Linked DNA regions of Capsicum annuum: region 2 is linked to region 1. A link is a contact called in public Hi-C data. All regions are on one chromosome and are shown on one strand. Each heading gives the region's core, a stretch centred on a gene start, on an enhancer-like site or on the middle of the called end of the contact. The rest is flanking DNA. Distances are from core to core; before and after follow the strand shown. Region 1 overlaps LOC107847556. Region 2 has its middle 65 kb from the start of LOC107846561.

Region 1 (5,583 bases), core at 911-3,410:
GAGTAAGTTCCTTAATTGTCTATGCACCGTTGGTTAGAAGGAAATCAAGGGCTGATGCTTTTATTCAAGAATAGAGGCATGAACAACTCAATGAGACATCAGTGACTTTGCTAAATACCGCACAATAGCAATGGTGATAAATCTTTCTTCATTAGTCACACTACAGACTCCATGTAAAAGAACCTCAAGTTATTTTGATTGATATAAACATTATAGCTCAAGTTGAACAAAATGCTCAAACAGAAACACCAAGCTAAAAAAATCATACTTCCACGAAATGAAACCAAGTTCAATACAAGCAGAAGAGTAAAAGTGTCACCTTTTGATGAAGATGGCAAAATAATAACATTCATATTTGCATTGTTGGGAGGAAGCTGCAAGCGGAGAGGATAAAGCTTCCCGTTCAGAGGACTCTTAGTACACACAGTAATATCTTCAAGCCCCGTTTCCTCTTCCAATCTCTTCCTTAGATCCTCAACACTATTTCCCTTGAAAGTTATGCAAAGTCCCTCTGTTCCCTCTTCAACTTCTCCAAATTCATCCGTCATGTGATAATATATAAGCCTTCCGTCTCCCATCTTAGGCGGCGAATTAACCAAAGAATCACTTGACTGCCAAAAGCGGGAAAAAAAGGGGAGAGATAATTGAGTACCTCATCATAATAATCATCAAATTCACATCTCAAACTAACAGATTCACCAACACTTCTATTTATGTCCTGCAGCATGTGTTAAAAGTAGCTCACTCAAACACCAAAATTTTAAACGGATAATAATAACCATGGTCCATAAGCCAAAAGGGTGAAATATACACATATCCTATAATATGACATTAATATAAGAAATCACCTGTAATGGAGCAATTTTAAATCACAGCTGGAATTAGAGGGATAAATTTAAACTTTTTTCCTGAAATAATTTGCACAATTGAACTAGATTCGGCCACACACCGGGGACTAATAATTCCAGGATTATTAGCTATCCCACATCTAACGCGTGATAGCTAATAGCAAGATTTCTTACAATATTAGCTAAAACTCATAACCAAACTAAACCTGCCCCGCTCCGCTCTGCACATGTCTAAACCTGCCCGCCCCACCCCCACCTCGTTGACATCCCTAACCAAACATGGGATAAATGTAATACCAATTTTTATCCCAGATTAGGATCCAAAGAACCCTCAGAGTCAACATCAAGTGCGTTCCAAAATATAGTGGAAGCATAAAATTAAGATACCTCCTAAGGTGCAAATACGAACATTCTGCCGGAAATCTTATTAGCTCGTTTGGTTGATTAGCTGAACTTTCATACCCACACCTTGTAACCCCAACAACCCCCCAAAAAATAATAAAAAACTGCAAAATCTATATATCATTTTAAAGATCAAAAATTGGAAAATTGAAGTAGTACCTCTTGTCTAGAAAAGCTGAGAGATTTTGAGGACCCAGTAGTAGGAGAACCAGATTCAGAAGCAAACGAATCTGAACTCCTCCCCAACTCCACCGCAGGCGCTGCAGGAACACCATTCGAATGAGGCAATATTTCAACAACATGAATATCCCAAAGCACCCAATCTTGTGTCTTAGTCCTCTGAGGAATATCATGCGTAACAGAATTTCTCCACGGGGGAAGTCCACCATTCCCTCTCAAAAACTGTCCATATCTTGTTCTCAACTTAACTTGTTGCCCTTCCCTAATAGGTTCCCATTCGATGGATGAATCAAGTCTAGCTGGAATCGTCTGAAGCACTTTCCTACCAGTCATACCAAGAAGAAATGGCTGATTTGATGCAGTTAAATATTTTCCATAACAACTCTTTAAACGAATAACGTTATCAGTTTTTGGCACGAACTCGACTGTCCATTTTGCATTTTTTGATGCTCCGTTACGATCTTGTGTTACGGATTCTTCGTCTTCCTCAGCTGTTAAGTACTTGTCATGGTGGCTTTGTAAACGAACAGCTTTTGCTTTGTGGAATAACTCCATTGCTGATGTTTTTGTTATACAAGTTGTCTATCCAAAAACAAGCAACAAATATGAATGAAATTATGATAAATTCTGATAACGGAGAGAATTTTTATTAAACAGCTCTTGACAAAAGCAAACAAGACATGAACCTCTAGTAATTGAGAGGACTTTTATATAGTAATGTTGTAGAATTTTTTTTTTATTGAAGTATGGTGGACGACAGCAATGTTTATGATGGGCGACACGCTTTAAGATAACCGCGTTAAATGTTTGACACGTGAGATTTTTTCCCCCTTTTTTCTGGATTTAACCGAGTGAAGTCTTTTTTATTTTTTTCCTATTTTTAGACGTGGTCAAAATTGGATCTCGTTAAGGAATAGAAAAGAAATAAGTAGTATATACTTTCCTTATTCGGTTAAGTTACTTGAGAAGATAATTATAGTTTTTATCCTTTTTCTTTTTGTATTTAACTGATTGGTGAGGGTTGCAAAAATAGTAAATTGCTCTATCAAAAAATCTATTTGAATAGATTAATAGAATAGATTGAGCTATATTTGGTAGTGTAATTATTTAAATTTTTTATTCCAAAAAATAAAAAAAGTTCTAAAATAAAATAATATGAATGTTAAGAGTAAAACTAGCGGGGCTGCAAAAATAGTAAATTTGCATAACAGAATTGTCTACTATAAATAGATTGAACCCATATTTGGTATTAACAAAATTTATTCTAACTTAAACGTTTTATTCTAAAAATAAAAACAGTTGGAAATTGAGGCTTTTTCAACTGTGAATCAATGAAAAAATTATTTTTAAAAAATAATTTCTACTCATGTCTCCTCAAATCAATTCTCTGAAAAAAAAAGCAGAACAGATTTTAATAGTGTGCCTAATTCTAAGGCCACAGTTGAAATTCTTATCAAAAGCTGTATTTTTGATGAGATAGCTGCTCCTCAAAGTTGAAAATACTTTTAAAATTAGCGGTCTTTTATGACTATAAAAATATGCAATTAAAGAAAAAAAAGTTGATGTTAAATCTTTTTACATAAAGTATATTTTATTTTAATGAAATAATTAAAAAAGAAACAGTATCATGTGAACGTGGTTAGATTAAGTATAATTTTCTTGGATAAACTTTATCGACATCCCTATTTATCTCGTGACTTTTAGTTTGAAGTTTGACTTGCAATACTTAAAATTTTTGTGGTTATCTAAAAATATAAATAACATAAATATCAACTCTTTTGAAAGTAATTATATTTTTTTTATTTTTTTAGTTGATATATACAGAATATTCTATGTATATGTTAAATTTTTGTAATATATTGAGAAAAGTTATTGTTTTCATTTTAAACTATACTTGAAAAATCTAGGACACACCTAAATTATTGGAGTGACTTAATACACACCTAAACTATTTAAAAGTGAAATTTTTTACCCCTTAAATCTGACGTGAAAAAAATATAATTATTTAAATTTAAAAAGACGCGTTTAAATAAAAAAATGAAAAAAATAATTAAAAATTAAAAATTCCCTTCCCCCACCCCCAAACATCTTCTTCTTCATCATCCCTACCCCCAAATCCAACCCCACCCCAACCAACACATCTTTTTCATCACCCCCACCCTCAAACTCCATCTCTACCATCAAATAAGCAATTTCTTCACACCCCATTCTCCACCTTCACCGAATCAATATCAATTTCACCATTAACAAAATTAAATTAAATTTGTTATTTAAACGGGCAAATTTTGAAAACTTTCGTCACACTTCATCAAACACTTGACGAGAATGCTTCCTAATATCATTTTGTATAATTGATTCTAAAATTATCTATTGAATAATAAATTATGCCCATGTAGTATAGTCACGATTAGTAAAAGTTGAGTGTGTCGATCTACTACTAAAATAATTTTCTATCCTTCTTGTCCTTCGCCTCTCTTCTTTACTTTACAACCATTTCTTGTTTATTAAAATCTTCATTAAATGCTTCCTTCTTACTCTGACGAGTTGCCGGACGCCGACGAAGCCCTGCGTAAACCTCCCAAATCCAACAACAATGACTTTATCAAGAATGTTGTAACCAATTTTCAGTATCAGATTTCTACTCACTCAAGATTCTGGCTTTTTACTTCTTCTTCTTTTTTCCAACTGGTAGTTCTCATTTTCACCTACAATCTCCTTTCCCTTCTCAAATTCACCGTCTATTTTATCCTCTCTCGCGATTGGCCGTCTCTCTCACGTTACTCTCTTCTCAAATCTCCCTTTTTGGCTCTCAATTCTCTTCCATGTCCCCCTTATGTGAGTGTGTTAACTATTAATCCATCAAAAAATAGAGGTATGTGTGTTAGCATATGTTTAATTTTTTTTAAAAAAAATATGAAAATATTAAATTTTTTATTTTTTTCGTATTCTGCTGACTTGGCGTTGATGTGACAGACGCGTGTGAAATACCACACCATATGTAAGTGGTATAATGCTTTATAGAGTGTAGAAAATTTCACTTTTAAGTAGTTTAAATGTGTATTAGGTCACTCCTATATTTTAGGTGTGTTTTAGACTTTTTGAGTATAGTTTAGGGTGGAAATAATAATTTTTTCCTAATATGTTTAGGGAGTTAAAATTTTTTGTAATATTAAAAATATAAATTGTGTATTTATGTAATTTTTAGATCTAAATATTGATCTATAATGCACGTTTACAATCTAATATAACGTGAAGAAACGTAGCTTTACAATTTGTTATGATGATACCTACTCCTTTCTGTTGCATTTTATTTGTCAATTTTTGTAAAATAAGAGTGTTTTATTAGTATTTTTATATTATTTTTAATATTAAATAATAAAATAAAGAGTAATAGTTAAATTTAGAGTTTCAAAGTATTATTAATAAAATTAAGGCAAAAAGATACTCTATAACACTTTTTAAAATAAATAGCCCAAGTTTGAAAACTTTTCAAAAAGTGACCAGTCGGATATACCATTTTCGCTTTATAGTCATTTCCTAATTTGAGTCATTTTGGCCTACATAATCTATATACAGTTCATATACAATACTGATACATTTTGTATACAATATTGATACAATATTCAACTTGGGCAATTCGGCCCTTTTAAAAATATTTCAAATTTTTTTTGCTATAGATTTTTTAACTGAGCAAATATTCTGCTTTTATTTTATTGTTTAGAAATAATAATTAAATTATATTAAAACAATATAATTGCTAAATAGAATATGTATCTATATAAGATATATGTATAAAAATTGTATAGTTCTATCAAATATGTATATGTATAAAATATATAGCAATTGTATGAAAATTATATAATTATTGTATAAAACGTGTACAAAAATATACTCTTATTGTATACATTGTGTATTAAAACTATATAATTTTCATATAGAATATTTATATGTATAAGATATGCTAGAACTTGTATAGAAGGTGTGTAGAAAAGGTACATAACAAACCAACAAATTGAAATGGTTAGAAAGTGAAATTTAAATTTCACGATCATTTTTATGAAAATAATTTAATTTGAAGTGTCGTTTCTGTTATTTCTCCTAAAATTAACTTAGTAAAATGTTCTTGTAATTAAAGTCTTGTTAAAAGATCTGT
Region 2 (5,583 bases), core at 2,076-4,575, 240 kb after region 1:
AATTTTTCCATAAATAAAACGGTCGAGTCTATGGACAATAAATTTTAATTAAAAAATTCAAAACATCTCTAATATATTAACCGTATGAAGACCCTTAGAAAAGTGATTTGAACTTTTTGTCCTTCATTAAAAGACCCTCCTTTAGACAAAATTATCTTTTCACTATTTTTTAATTTATTATTTAATTATTTTTATTATATTAACTAGACTTCTAAAATAGATGGGACTCCTAAAATATATATAAGGAGAATCAATTAATATTTTTCTTTGTATAGATCAATTAGAAAAATACTCCTAGAATAGGATAGAAAAATACTCCTAAAACAGGGCCCTATTAGAGAAATACTTCTATAAATATTGAGATCCACGTTAAACTAGAGAAGAAATTGTTTACTTATTGAGAAAATATGATTGATGTTCATCTAACTTGATTCAATTGCATGACTAGATTGGTGGATGCTTAATTTTCTAACCCTCAACGTTTTCACTATTTTTGTCAACATAATAAGATTCAACGTGTATGGATATATATATATATATATATCTTCTTTATTTTCATTCAAGTCAATCTTTAGTGTCAAAATTTTCGCTCAGACAAGAATTATTTTCATCAAAACTGAAGCTTTGTGATCATTATTGTACTATTTAGTTGTATTTTATAGGTCACAGATGAATTTACAGGTGGTAGATGAATGTCGTCCAGCTTTGAGGAATTTTTTTAGTTAAAGGTTAGATTTATTTGTATTGTTTTCATATCTCAGTTTTGAGAATTTTTTTGTGTAAATGTAAAGTTTAGTTGTATTATTTTGATATCTCTATTGCTGTATTATTTTATTATAGTTTACAGGTGGTAGATGAGTGTCGGACAGCGATACATAAACAATGTACGAAATTGAAAACTAAACTACGATACGAATACGAAAGCTAAAGATAGATAGAGAAGCAATAAGATAGACACGATGCAAGGAATTGAAAGCAAATAAAGGGTGTATCAAAACCCTAAACCCTCAATCAATTAAACCGAACAAAGCACCTAAATATTACATAAACCTCAAGGGAATCGATTCCCAAGCAACCCACGTTTCTAAATAAAAGATCAACACAAGAAAATCCATGCTTGCCTCACACTCTCACAAGTGTTAAAATTAATAATTCAACATAAACTACCTATTAAAATGAAAAGAAGTCCTATTTATAGTCTAGGATAGGTTATTATATCATATAGGCCTAAAAGTGACCCATTTAGGAAAAACAAACACATAGAAGCCCATTAGGCATTTGCTTGAGCATATGGAGCGCACGTGGGGCACATCCCAAGGGTATAATGGGCTTTTTTGACCCGCTCTAGAGGATCTAGAGTAGGTTGGGCGCACCTCCAACGCGGATAGGACAGATCTCCTCTTTTGGGGGATTTCTAGCCTAATTTGGTCTTCCATTTGCCTCTCTAACGCCCCTTCTGTCTCCTTGGTCATCATAATCATCCAATGGATGCCTTTAGATAGCTCTCAATAATTCTTCAAGTGTTATTTGACCCGTAAGCATCTTATCTAGTAACCTGGAGGCCATTTGTCTTGTATCATCCTCCCCTTCTTGAAAATGATTTGACCTCGAATCTAAACCTTGCAAGACTAAAAGAAGGACAAACAAACACAATATCCTCATAGCATGAGGGTTAGAACTATCACATTCAATAATACCATCATGCCAAGGTTGCACATTCTTAAAATATAACCAAGCATCAAAATGATCAACAAAGGATGTATAACCCCACAAAGTAAGAGCTACTTGTTCATTCAAGAGATTTGGACAAAAAGGTATGTTAGAGGAACCATGGTCATCAATCAAACACTCATGAAGGTTCACATGGGTTCCAAATCTCAATAAGCATAAAACCCCTCTATGACTCTCATTTTTGTTGGAGACCCTTCCCTTACACAACTTTGGTCCCTCAAAGAGATTATAAATCTTCAAGAAAGACTCTCCATCATAGGGATAAGTTCCAATCATTTCACCCATGGTTGGAATGCCTTCTTTCCCAAGCACCAAGTGGTGTGGAGAAGAACCACCACATTTAAAATGATCACAGGGGTCAAATGGGTAGAGTGTCCATGGACATGGGTTTAGAAAGCATTTCCCCCCCCCCCCCAAGATTACCGCCAATACAATTATTTGTACCCCTCTATACTAGCGTGATCCTCAATAAAGGCAATTAGAGGGTCATTCTCATTCAATCAACCAACAATCTCAATATCACCATTCACTTGAGGTCCTTTAAACACTTCACAAACCTTCCCAAGTGATGTCTTAGGTTCACACACAAGTCGGTCCTCATGACTTCCACAAGACAATATACTATCACTTATCTCAATGTCTTTAACACTAGGTGGACACAAATCGCTCTTACTAGAAGAGTCAATTTTGTAATCATAAGTATCAACTAGTGTTTCATGCTTTCAAGTTGTACATTATCATCATAAAGTATGGAGATATTAAGCTCACTTAAAGATAAACTATCTTCCACACTTAGTTGGCTACTAGCCTCATTTACTAGAGTACAAGAGTTAGTTTGATTACCTTGAAGTTAGTTTGGAGCATGTCCACTCAAAGAAGCTCGGGAATTTGGTGGATTGGATAAGACGAAGTTAGGGGATTGTAGGTTATCTATTATTTTATCTATCATTCTTGAGAGTGAACTTTCCATGCTTTCCATACTTTGATTTATATCTTGTTTCACACTCATTATAGCCTCCATTATAGCTTCCATGGTAACCTTTCCCAATGTCATATTACCTAGAAAATAAATACTAAACAAAAACAAAGACAACAAAAAAGTTAAAGTTAAAGAGATCAACCTCATAAGCTCTCAAAGTTCACACCTTTTTTTGTCACTCAATTGGCGTCGCAAGCGTTGATAGGTTTTTTGTTTTCCAAGGAGAATGGTTAGTACCAATTGTGGCTTGAGGTAGTAATAGATTCTTGTTTGAAATTGAAAAGAAAAAACTCAAAAATAACTAACGAACTTGAATCTAGAAGGTTCAACAAAAATAAAAGAGAAAAGCACACAAAAACGGATAAGAAAGAATTGAACTCTAGATCTAATTAATCAACTAATAGATCAATTATTAGTTGTTAATTAGTGTTTAAGAATCAAAATATGAAGTTAAGAATCATGAAATGAAGTTAGATTGATGGAACCTTGCAAAAAGTGTGTTGAAAAGGGTGATCTGCGCTTGAAACAAGCCGAAGCGGATCGGGAGCAGATCTAGAGCATATGGGGGCCATCACCAATGCATAAGCTACTATTTTGGGCTGCCCTTGACCCACTTTAGCAGGTTGGGCGCACATCCAAGGCACCTCCAAGGCAGCTCAGCCGAAATGCTTGCACAAGGGGCCAAAATGTACTTGTTGTGGTCCCTTTTTATCTTCTTCTCTTGGAATATTCTTTTAATCTTCAAAGGTGCTCCTGTACTAACACTTTTGTACACTTTTTATTTATCCTTTTTGGATCAAACAACAACTTTTTGCTGAGATTCAACTTGAATATATGAATCATCTCAAGAACACCAAGAACAATTTTGAAAATCCAAAATGCACAACTTCTTTGTTTTGGCTCGGAATTCTACGAAATTTTAACCTTAGGCTCTCATCAACATAAGAAACATATTACATGCATCATTAGCCTTCAAAACATCTACAAAACTTTCAAATTTTCAAATCCACTTGTATTTCCTTCAACCTTTAAAACTGTAAAAATGGTGGATTTTTCAAACTTCTCCAAATGACACCATCTTTTAACCCTAAGATTGTTTCAACCATGGAAACACCTTTCAACTTCTTCGACCTCAAATTTCAACCAAAAATTTTTAGATCTAAGAACCCATTTATTCAAATTTCAAGAAAGCAGTGGTGATTTCTTCTAAATGCACTTCCAAACACACTAAATGACCAAGTTCCAATCTAAATATCCCTAAATGAAACAAATCTAGTGTAGAAACAACAAGAAGGACTCAATAACATAAATTGTTTTGGAGGAGTTTTCTTAAAAATATTTTTGACATACTTTTTTTTAGATAACAAACCCAAAATTGACTTCGTGGGAATGAAATCAAGCTCGGCTTTGGTACCAATTGATACACGAATAATGTATGAGATCAAAAACTAAACTACGATACGAATACAAAAGCTAAAGATAGATAGAGAAGCAATAAGATAGACACAATGCAAGGAATTGAAATCAAATAAAGGGTGTATCAAACCTTAAACCCTCAATCAATTAAACTGGACAAAGCACCTAAATCTTACGTAGATCTCAAGGGAATCGATTCCCAAGAAACCCACGTTTCTAAATAAAAGATCAACACAAGCAAATCCACGCTTGTCTCACACTCTCACAAGTGTTCAAATTCATAATTCAACATAAACTACCTATTAAAATGAAAAGAAGGACTATTTATAGTCCAGGATAGATTATTACATCATATGGGCCCAAAAATGACCCACTTAAGAAAGACAAACACATAGAAGCTCATTAGGCATTTGCTTGAGCATATGGGGCACACTTGGGGCATATCCCAACGGTATAGTGGGTTGTTTTGACCCGCTCTAGCGGATCTAGAGCGGGTTGGGCACACCTCCATAGCGGAGAGGGCGCATCTCCTCTTTCGGGGGCTTTCTAGCCCCATTTAGTCTTTCATTTGCCTCTCTAACGTCCCTTGAGTTTCCTTGGTCATCATAATTATCCAATGAATGCCTTTAGATAGCCCTCAAGAATTCTTCAAGTGTCATTTGACCCTAAGCATCCTCTCTAGAAACTCGGAGGCCATTTGGCTTGTATCAGGCGGCTTGAGAAAACTTTTGTGTAAAGGTTAGATTTAATTATATTATTTTGCTGTCTCTATCATCGTATTATTTTTTTACAGTTTACAGGTGGTAGATGAATGTCGATCGTCTATGAGAAATTTTTCAGTAAAGGTTAGGTTTAATTAAATAAATTCTCCAAAAGATGTTGAATTTAATTATTATATTCATCTTTATTATTTAGAGAAATATCCTATTTAGTGTAACGTTTGAATTCAATAAAGTGGGGTACACGCACGAGGCGCATACACCTAAACTAGTATTACTATAAACATGCATCAACTAATAAGAGTAGTGTCGTAAATAGTCATATCAATAATTGTTTTCTTGATGTGTGTGTCATATCAAAAAGTAATAAGTAAAAGCGAACGAGAGTATCAACTCTAAATAAATGCTATTAATTAAACTAGTACATAAAAGAATTAATTGTAACACATTAATGTCATATTTTGTTACAATATCATAATATATTTTCATAGGAGTAATTTATTTAATTTCTTAAATATATTCTATGTTATTTATCTCCGTAAATTTATTCTAACATCTACACGTGTATAGGTCTGGCAGACCCTATTTCATATTAAATGTCATGGATAAAATATTCGTCCAATCCTGATACTAAGTTCATTTGAAAGTGTAGGTTTTGGCAGAGCCTATGTTGTGAGTGAATTAAAATTCTTTTTTTTCTCATTCGGTGTTCGATACTCATATTGAAACTCGATTAAT

The links. Hi-C and Micro-C count contacts between places; a contact is called where the count stands out from the background.
Region 2: a contact with region 1 is called in a Hi-C map of placenta, with 4 times the contacts expected there. The contact joins two enhancer-like sites. A contact is called at or near these places in 2 of 5 Hi-C or Micro-C datasets (leaf and placenta).

The regions. Positions count from the first base shown.
Region 1 is chr11:32,315,526-32,321,108 of UCD10Xv1.1, forward strand. LOC107847556 reads right to left here. Exons shown (of 5, transcript XM_016691888.2): 3 at 1,410-2,012; 4 at 320-611. Among protein-coding and RNA genes, the nearest start is that of LOC107847556, 8.9 kb to the right of the region's middle. Within about 2 kb of position 2,161, at least 5 of the 5 cell types and tissues checked have an H3K27ac peak or open chromatin away from gene starts, as enhancers often do.
Region 2 is chr11:32,549,761-32,555,343 of UCD10Xv1.1, forward strand. No RefSeq gene overlaps it. Among protein-coding and RNA genes, the nearest start is that of LOC107846561, 65 kb to the right of the region's middle. Within about 2 kb of position 3,326, at least 1 of the 5 cell types and tissues checked has an H3K27ac peak or open chromatin away from gene starts, as enhancers often do.